Linked DNA regions of Gasterosteus aculeatus: region 1 is linked to region 2. The links are chromatin contacts, called in public Hi-C maps. All regions are on one chromosome and are shown on one strand. The core of a region is the stretch at or near the end of the contact, and the rest is flanking DNA. Distances in the headings are between cores, read along the strand shown. Region 1 overlaps gab1 (GRB2-associated binding protein 1). Region 2 overlaps inpp4b (inositol polyphosphate-4-phosphatase type II B).

Evidence for each region. Hi-C and Micro-C count contacts between places; a contact is called where the count stands out from the background.
Region 1: a contact with region 2 is called in a Hi-C map of whole body, with 7 times the contacts expected there. The contact joins two enhancer-like sites. A contact is called at or near these places in 5 of 6 Hi-C or Micro-C datasets (liver, skeletal muscle, tail fin and 1 more).

What each region holds. Positions count from the first base shown.
Region 1 is chr9:16,493,842-16,499,229 of fGasAcu3.hap1.1, forward strand. It overlaps gab1 (GRB2-associated binding protein 1), which reads right to left. Exons shown (of 13, transcript XM_078109123.1): 13 at 4,423-5,388. Among protein-coding and RNA genes, the nearest start is that of gab1, 43 kb to the right of the region's middle. Within about 2 kb of position 3,925, at least 5 of the 9 cell types and tissues checked have open chromatin away from gene starts, as enhancers often do.
Region 2 is chr9:16,357,904-16,362,877 of fGasAcu3.hap1.1, forward strand. It overlaps inpp4b (inositol polyphosphate-4-phosphatase type II B), which reads right to left. Exons shown (of 22, transcript XM_040185634.2): 13 at 4,385-4,714; 14 at 3,857-3,995; 15 at 1,046-1,218; 16 at 658-781; 17 at 1-115. Among protein-coding and RNA genes, the nearest start is that of il15, 13 kb to the left of the region's middle. Within about 2 kb of position 1,533, at least 6 of the 9 cell types and tissues checked have open chromatin away from gene starts, as enhancers often do.

The sequences.
Region 1 (5,388 bases), core at 2,675-5,174, 140 kb after region 2:
ATAAAGTTGTGCATTTATAGCCTAAGTAATATAATAATCATCAGCTTAGTTAATGGACCAGTATAAACGTGTAATAAATGCAGTTAAACTGTAGAGCGGAAAAATGATGCAAATCATAAGCCGAGTTACAGGTCCCCATAGAATGCTGCTTTATGAATATAAATAATATACCACTTTTTTTTCAATCCAGTAATGGTTTCGCTGCTCCAAATCTCTGCTGATGACATTGAAGTAACACAAAAACTCGATCCTCAAGCTCTCGCAAAATGTGATTAGTGCCGGCTTTGGTGAGAGTGAGAAAGCAAGAGAGGGAGTTTAAAAATCACCCACTTTTTCCCCCCCGCTCTCCTCTGGACGGTTGCCATGGAGAAGAATCCACAGCACAGTGTCAAAGGCATGGCGAACACGTGCAGGGGAGGCCACGTTATCGCAGACTGCTGTGGACCCGCCATGGGAGCAGCTTTCATCGAGGAACATGTACAGAAAACGGAGTTATAGAAAACGTCCTCTTTGCCCCCCGCGTGTACAATGACATCTTTATCTGCACTGCAGACAAGGACGGACGAGGGAGTATTGAATATGTACGCAGATGTGTACGGCCCTTTTCTTTACCCAAAATGATTTCCATCTTTGCCTCTGCTGCATTCTGGTAAACCACAGGTGTTTTTTTTTTTTTTTCCCATTAGGAGGACATCGCTGTATGACCAACTTAAGAGCCGGACGAGGAGGACAAATAGGACAAAAAATAAATTGTGTATCGGGACTTAAGTGTTGTTTTAGATTCAGTCCGGCTGTGGCTCTGCCTTTGAGTGACAAGAGACTTGAAAGAGGGGAGATGCTGCTGAGGTGGAAGGAGTGGAAGGTGGGGGGGGGGGGGAGGGGGTAAGATGGCGAGGTTGAGAGAATGACGGACCGGCTGCCAGAATTGGCAGATGAGCGGGTGCAGCGGATGCGGTAAACAGAGCATGTGATGACTCAATAGGAGCCTACCAGGAGGAACTGTGACGACATGCGACTGATCAAGTTCAGTCAAACTGAAATATTGACGGAATATAGAGAGACGTCAACAAAGTATATACTGGTCGACGGTGCAACATCCGCCTAATTGAATAAGACCGGCCCAAAGAACCTGCAAACATATTATTTCCAGATAACAGGTACACGGTCTCGTCTTGCGGGGGGCTGAGGTGATGTCACTACGTAATGGAAACAAAAACCTGGAAACAAACTGTATTATTATGTATTGCACAACATGCCCCTGAACTAGGGCTGCACAATCAATCTAAATTCCATCAGAATCCCAATACGGCCGACGGAAACCTTGACAGTGCAGGAGGTGTGATATTTGTTAAGGGAAAAATGTGTAAAAATCTCATTTTAAATCAAATATAACCCTTCTGCAAGCATGCCATGGCCTACACATCATAATATATTGACCGTATAAAAAAGAAAACTTGATGGGTACAGATAAAAGCAAAAATCACACATTGTTTTTTATACACTTTCCAATAAAAATGAAAGAAAAAGAATAATGATTTAATCATCCCCTAAAATATTGCAAATCACAACTCAATTCCAAAACTCAAAAGCCAAAATATCTGCAATTGCTATTCTTAATTGTTCATCCTTACCCCAAAGAGCCATAAAAAAATGAATTAAAACAACAACTTGCCTGTATCATCCAAAATATTGTTAAATCGATCATCAGGACCGCCCCCCCCCCCCACACACAGGATGTCACACCTCGCCACCTCACAGGCCGCTCAGCGCACCCGAGGGTCCAGGCTCGGCCCAAAGACTGTGCAGGTGGAGGCCCACGTGTTAGAAGAGGACTCGAGGTGCGATTTGACTTCACGCGCTGCCACGCGGACGGTGATTGGGGCGGTTTTCTCACGGCGCCTTCAAGCTTTTTAACCGGTTGAAGGTTGCGCGTGTTGTTATGCGTTTGGACACAAGGTCGAAATGTAAAGGCTGAACGGTTAATATGCGGCATGAAGTTCCTATGAAATAGGGATGTTCCTAATGCAGTGAGCAAGAGAACCAAGAAGAGCTTCTAAACGCGGCGTTGAAACCATGTTACCTGGTCCCCAAGGTCAAACGCGAGACGGAGGAATTACACCGGCATAACCCCAGATGACGACATCGTCAGTAATCTAGTTCCGACACATTAAACATGCAAACCGGCAGCTCTCGTGAGCACTGAAAGAGCAGCAAATTAAAAAGAAAATGACTCAAAACCCTGCGTGTGTGCTGACCTGCCAACCCATCAGCTATGTCTGACAGCAATGTGAAGCTTCTAAATTCCATTACAGCTAAAGGATGAAGCCACCTGATGGCAAACTGTTACAATCTGCTGTATGTCAGGGTAGCAAACACAAGCCTCGGGCTGGGATATAAAACGCAGCCAATGAAAGACAGACCATGTGGGATGGGGTACCGGCTCATGATGTGTTGTCCGACAGATTTATGGGATGAAACGTGACTGAGAGGCCCGTGTTACATTTGATTAAACTAGAGGCCTGTGCTGAAACCATAAATATAGCCTGCTAGAGATATTTACATCAGTAGACATACATCAGCCAAAGAAAAAGTTGCGATGGGGCCGACCTTGTGCGGATAACAATGCTTCCACGCACTCATTCACACCTGCAAAGGTCCTTGATGTGATGTGATAATGTGCTAGTGATAGATTTTAAAAAATGATTGTTGATTTTGTCAATTATTTTCCTAGAGTTGCTTCTCACGCCCCTTTTTATCACTCGGCAAAGAGAAAAATATCCAAAGAGAAAATGATTTCTACATACCACACTGAGAATCTTGGGTTCAAAGGATAACGAGAAATGGGACATTTAAGTTGAAACTGGAAAGTACTGCAGCACATTATAGCACACAGTAAAAATGCATGATAAAATGGACAATTAGCGGATTGGTTAGTACATAAAATTAAATACACGTAAAATGTGCACAAATCAGAAGGTAACCTCAAAAATACCATTAAATTAACAATGATCACTGCATATGCTGTATTAAAAATAGCCCAATATGGACAGCAGGAGGGAAAAAACACATCCAACATTAAATAAAACAAACTCAGGGATTTCAATGAGGTCATTGCAGTAACCCATGACAACAGCAACTTCGCCTGTGAGGCTCATCGTGAAGAACTTACTTCGGTAATTTATGCTGCCACAGCACCGCCGCAGAGCCTCACCCAGGAGGACGTCAACTCGAGCGACTGCACCGAAAGGGGCGTGTGCAAAGAACAAGAGCCACGGAGTTCATCGAGCAACGGCGCCACCTGCTGGAGTGAAAATGGTACGACACGTGCTTTAAATTGCAATTGTAGTTGTAGTTGTTAGTTGCAGTGTTTTAAGCACAACTCGGATGGAAACTAGAAGAATGAACGTTTGCTGAAAGGTTATTTTGACACTAAAGTGAACTGACAGCATTACATCTTGAAAAGTGTATTATTAACACAACTTAAGGATAAAGTTGTTTTGTCCAAAGGCAACGAGGACCTTTCCAAATGCGGTAATGTTAGCTCCTCCATGGAGGAATGTTAAGGTCTTTAACCTTCCCCAAAAATAAATGTCCCGGAGAAAACGGCGAATCCATAACTTATTAACGTGTTAACGTTGTTTTTGAAAAACAAAAAGGCTAACGTTAATCTTAAAACCGCAGAGGTCTAATTGACGTCCCATCGCTGCGTCATCGACCTGTTAACTAACTTAATGTCACCGTTAATAAAGTTAGCGCATTTGAATTGAGTTCAAGCCAAACATTTTACAACCAAACCTTCAGAAAACGATGATGGTGGTACACTTACGGTCATTTTCTTACGTTGAAAAATGCCACGTTAACGTTGGTCGTCTCAAGTAGTGAGTATATGCAAACATTAAGTAATGAGATAAGCTAACGCTAACATTATATTCAGTGCATTTAATGAACATATTTACCATGTGTTGACATTATATAATTACAAAATATAACTTAATGAAAGTGTACTTTATTTGTGAAATGTTCCCATAATTGTGTGTGTGTATATATATATATATATATATATATATATATATATATATATATATATAAAAATATAATTAGCTGGATACATACATACAGTCAATGCAGTTAGTTGTTAGGCGGTTGAACACAATCATTCAGGCGACAGTCATAGCTGCAGGCAACTATTGCCCAGGGTAAAAAAAAAATTCAAATAACTCTATAGACAACGTTTCAGTATTACTTTGAAATTCTTGGAACTAGATGCTAACTGGCTAACCATCATCAATTTTGCAGAAGTGAACGCACAAAAATCAAACTCACCATGCACAGGAATCCTTCAAATTGCATTTTCATCTCTGCACCTTCTCATTTTGATTTCCTTATCATTGAAATCATATTTAAAAAAAGACCACACATGCATAAGGATGTTGGATTTTTATTTAGTCCACTTTCAAAATGTACAATTTCTGTGGAGATTCATTAAAAAAGATAAAGCATCATCAGCTTTGCAGTCCGTATCACAAAAGGACTTCAATAAGGAAATAGTGAAGTAGAATGAAGATGACTTAGTAGGCACATTTTTTCAAATGATACATGTTAAATCTAATTGATGGCAAAATATGTACAGCAATCATTTTAACTTGTGGCAGCACAAGCTTGGGAGATCTGAGTCAGAGTTCACAGGTTAGTAAAGCACAGATTTATGCAAAGAAAGACTTTCACCGTCTAGAAAAGATGTATCACGTTGACTCCATGTGGCAGTCAATTTCCCAAAACTGTATGCCAGGTCAATTTGAAATAAATTAAACATAAGATGAGAGAGGAATGAGGAACATTAATAAACTTGCAAAACTAATTGAGCGGCGCTGTCAAACTAAGCATTTAAACAGACTTTAGCAAATTATCGAGAATACTGAGCTAAAAGTGGACAAGAAATCCACCGGATGAAATTACTTGAGAAATAAATTAGAAATGATTAGTTGTATAGTACCTGATTTTCTCTCTCTCTCTAGCCTAACGTTTGATACCTTTGCATAACTTATAGAAAACCTGTCACTTTCTTTTAAAAACTCACAGTAGTTCATTCATTTAAAACAAGTCCTGATACCACCTAAGACAGGCACAGGATTCTACCCTGCAGAATCCACATACCCTCAAGTCAAACATGCTGGATATTCCATGCAAATAAAAGGACACTTTTCCTGTTTATATACATAACACTTTTGTACAGTCTTTGCACTTCCATTATAACAGATTGAAGCATCTCCATATACAGCCAAATGGAAATCGAATCATGCTAGTGGATTAAACCTTGAGTGAATCCAAAGCTTAAATTGAGCACTTAGTTACTTCTAAAATGAACGAGTTAAAATGCCTTGAACTTTT
Region 2 (4,974 bases), core at 283-2,782:
ACTAAAGGCTGAAGGTCCCTGAAGTCGTCTGTCTGGGCCTCTGTGATCTGGAACAGGACTCTCTGCAGGTCTGAGATTCCAACCTCCATGTCCTCCAGCATCCCAATCTCCTCACCTTAATTGGTTCAACAAAACAACATTAACACTGGAGGAATCTTTGCTCGTCAAATGTTGTTTTGGTTTTAAAAAACGTCGGAGGGTTAAAACCGAATCAAATCCATAAACTTCCCACATTAAATACCGCAGAGGCGTTGATTTCACCAAAATAAAGGGCTCAAACAGTGGCTGTCCTGCAGCTGTTAAATCTGCTGAACAATCCATTTCCGTTCCTTGAGAGCTGCACCAGCAACTTTGGAAAACTAGAACGAGACAGAACTTTGATCTAGGGAGGTCACTTTCATTTAGTCTCTAGCCTTTATTTATCTGATAAGAATCAATTGACCCTCTGCTCAGCCTTCACCTGGAGCACTTTGTTGATCACATAACAATAAAAGTGCAATAAAAAAAAAAAGCGGCGTCACATTCACGCATCACATTACTCAGTCTGATCAAAATTCAACCAAACCACTTTTCAGGTTTTGTATTTTCTGGAAAGCAAAATAACGGCTTTGTTCACTGGAGGTTTTGAGGTCGCCGCTTCTTGGAAAATGTACTCACTGTAGGTGCTGAGGAGACTCTCAAACTGGGCCACCAGGCCGACCAGGTGGAGCTGCCTCAGGAAGCCTTGGTCCTGCATTCCTGCATACAGCCTCATGACAAAACCACAGGCGAGGGCTGCGAGCTGTCACACACACACACACACAGGCACACAGTGTGAACCTCTACACAAAAATGACAGTTTATCACTTCAGAATAAATTTAACAATTCAAAGGGGTTTTGTGTATTTATGCAACTGTTTGAGTTTATGTGGCGATTTTGTGTCAGTTGCCCTTTTGGACCACAGACCACAAATGATTTACTCGAAACATTTTCGAGGGATGTTCTGGAGAGATGAACTCCCACGGGTAAATCCTCAAGGACTATTATCTCAGCCTGGCTACCTACTGCCTGGCTGAAGACCACGTCCCGTCTCTGTTGGAGGAGGAAGCCCTGTGGAATGCTGCAGGCTGCCTCCTGCAGGAGCACAAAGGTCATGCCTCTCCTGGCCTTCTCCACCACCTCCATAACACACTCCTTTAACTTGGTCACCGGTGCACACAGCTGCTCCCTCCAGGTGCCTGCAGGGAAGAAGAGGCGGGGGGGGGGGTGGGGTTGGACAGAGATATATAACCGGTGCTGTCGTTGAATTTGAATATGTCTTCACTCTTGTGTTGTCTGCCAAAAACAACACGGCTCGGCTGTAAAGTGAAACCGGTTCATGTTTGCTGGGAAAAGTAAGAGTTAATCAGAACCAAGAAAACGTCAAGCTGTTTAAAGAACCACGGTGAACTAGTGAAGCACCCTGACAAAAACGTCACATATATAAAGTTGAGTGATAAAGAAATAAAAGTGGTACACACAGTACAGTCAAGTATTTATTTTATGGTTTGGCAAAGCAAACTATGGTAGATTATTGGCTAATGCATGACATCACGTTTGTGCCTTTGAATCAGTGAATTCACTTACTTCACGATCAAGTGGAATGTGTTCTTAAGAAAAACACGCATAACACGTACAGGCTGTATGTGTGTCTCAAACCCCACCTGGCCAATGTGGTGCATGTGATCCTGCAGCAGTGGAAAGCAGAAAGGGCGGGTTGAAGCGGAACTATAGGAAGGTGCGGTGACTTGGATTATAAACAGTATTGAGTATGCATACAGAATCCTTTCAGTATGCATTATTTGGTCACGCAACAAACTCCAAACCTCCTTAGATGCAGCAATGGTAGGATTTACAGGCTATAAAACCGTGTGTATGCACTTCCTCCATCTGAGACGAGTTTGCGATGATCTCCTCAGTGAGTCAACAGGGGGCAGTGTTGGTTTAATTGTCAACCAAAACTAACTGCCTGTGGTTCAGCTTCAACATATTTAAAATTTCTGGTGGTGGGAGAGAAGAGGGGGGAGACGCACAGGAGCGCAGTTGGATTCCACCAATAATGTATGGCACATCAGCACGGCGCTCGCCAGAAAAATCACATCTCATTGTGCAAACACCGCCTCTGCACAGAAGAAGCAGAGACAGAACTCCAGCTGTCATCTCCTCGCCAGCCCACCTGTCCAAACATCAAAATCCCCCCCCCCCCCCCCCCCTCGCCCCCAACCGGCAGGAGATAAAGCCCCTCTCATTATTCTGTCCATGTTTGTATTTAGACAGGCAGATGACCACTTGCTGTGAGCCTGTCCAGCGTCGTAATAAAGGTGTTCAGAGGCCTGAGGGATGAGAGGAGGGGGGTCAGCTCGTCTTTCAGACCCAACGGCGGGTAGATGGCCTTCTGTTTGGCTGCCAGCTCATTTGGACGCATAAACACATGCAGAAAGTCATGTACACAAAATGATACAAACGCGCACTCACACACGCTGACAGACGCAAACACACACACACACACACACACACACACACAGAGCAATCCCCCTTGTCGCCTAGTCACAGTAATGCTGCTGCTCTGCGGGCCGGTTGGCAGCAGCAACAGACCGGGCACTTGTCTGGACGCAGGCGCCAGGCAGCGTTTCACTGGACGGAACGGGGGACGGTCAACAGCGAAAGGCTCTGCATATCAAACATCGCTTTCATCGGCTCTGGCAACAACGTGTCCTGTTGCGAATGCGTAAACATCAGGGAGTCCAAGTTGGACCAGAGTCTTATTTAGGCTGTTCATTGACTTCAAAACAATGACTTTTTAGGGATTTTTCCTTCCGTTGGAAATGTACATACATTTAGTTGAGAATATTTTTGGGGGGTCAATAAGTTTGCTTAGCATTATGCTAAGATTAGCTTTAAGCTTAGTATTAGCCAACAATAACGATGGATGAATTAAATTTGCATTTGACTACATATAAAGTTACCTAGGTTGGCTCAAAGGATCAGTTTACACTGCAGAGAACCTTTCATCACCAAAACCTCAAAAGTTGATGTTGCATAAATTCAAGAAATTCCTTCCGGACTTTCATGAAACATCACGTTCATGAGAATAGACTGGATGACCCAAACACATTAAGCCTCGCCTGCACGGAGGCATCAATCCAACTCTAATTTGATTCCAATGGAAAGTAATGAATTACAAACTAGATCCACTCATCCATTATTTTCTAACCACCTATCACGTTCGTGGTCACGTGGAGCAAATCCCAGCTGACATTGAGCGAAAGCAGCGTGCAGACTAACAGACGGAGGCCGACAACCATTTGAGCCGACACTCACACCAACGGGCACAATTTAGAGTCATCGATCAGCATAAGCTGCATGTCGTCGGACTGTGGGAATAAGCCAGAGAACCCGGGAGAACCCCCCCCCCATGCTGACACGGGTGCCTCTGGCTTTGACGTGACAGTGCTCACCACTGCACCACCAACACCCTACTAAGTGTGTCAAATTTACAAACAGGTTCATTTTAGTTTTAAAAGAGCTTTGTTTAATAGTTTAATAATTCATTATGGGGGTTTTTTCTGCAGCTAAAGAACGAAGACAAGTAGTAGTAGAAGTACAAAATAAGATAAGGACAAAACTGGGACATCCACTAAGATTTGATGTGGGTGAACAACAAATCCCACAAACTGACGCTAACCGCCACCTAACGCCGCTCATAATGACAAAGCAGCATCACCTTTTTTTGTTTACACTGACCAGCCATCATCAGATGACAAGACATTCCACTCCAAGTGAGTCAGTTATGTGCAAAGATTAAACCCATTTACGGCATTAACGTAGCTCATTTACCGGGGTTGTGTGAGATGATGACATCCGCTAGCTGCTGCTCAGGGACCGACTCCTGCTTGCTGTTGTCTTCTTCCAGGAGTTTATCCACCATGGCGATTACACAGTTGAGACACTTGGCCACGTTGGCCCACACCCTGTCCTGAAGGAGCCAAACGTACAACCAGCAGTCAGATCAGCGTCACCGATTAGATCTTTCTCACTCTGTCTGGTTTAGTTTGTGTGTGTGTGTGTGTGTGTACAAATTTGATGATCCAAGTGTATGTGGATCATTGGTGTGCAAAAACCATGCCAGGCTCCTGCGGTCTGTGAGGCCGAGGCCTCACACGCAAGCAAACCAACTGTCTAACACACTTTAATGAAAAGCAGCAGCATTACTTGTTCTGCAGATATAAGTCATGCTCTCTTGAGAAAGCTCATCCAGAAAGGGGTTGTGTTTGGTATACAATCAAATGTTTGGCCAAAAATGTTCATTTCTCCATGTGTGTCTAAAAATAAATGAAAGCTAAAACAAAAAGTAGTCCCGCCTACCCATTCCTCCTCGTCGTACTCCTTGTGGTGCGGAATGGAGTCCTGGTGCTTCAGCGGGCCGCCCTCGCCTCTCGTCGTGCTCTGGGATCCTTCCACATTGTTACACACGGCCGCGTTGTCAGTGATGGACGTGGCCGGACTGTGACCCGGGAGTCCCTGCGCCGGGCTCGGGTTCTGGTCGCTGCCCTGCAGGACGTGGCCTTGATGTTGGCCTCCCTGCGCCGGGTTTTGCTTCTGGCTCTTGGAGACGTATCCGGGCCGCGCCGCGTGCAGTGCCAGTAGCGCACTCTTGACCAATTCATCCTTGAGTGTGTGAACAAATTGTTCCGTCTGTAGCAAAGGAAAAAGACAGATATTGGGGGGGCGAGGGGGGAGAAGACGGACACTGTGTGAGAGATGTGGGGAAGCGTGACAAATTAAAATGTAGCCCTGGAAAAGCAAAAAGAGACGGCGTAAGTGGGGAGAGATTATCGCATTTGCAGGGGTAAGAAAATACAGGTGGAGGTAATCTATGAAGTGTGTAACTATTTACAGAGGAAGGGAAAAAGGAACATTCTTCCACCATGAACCAGCTCCTCTCCATTACTGCA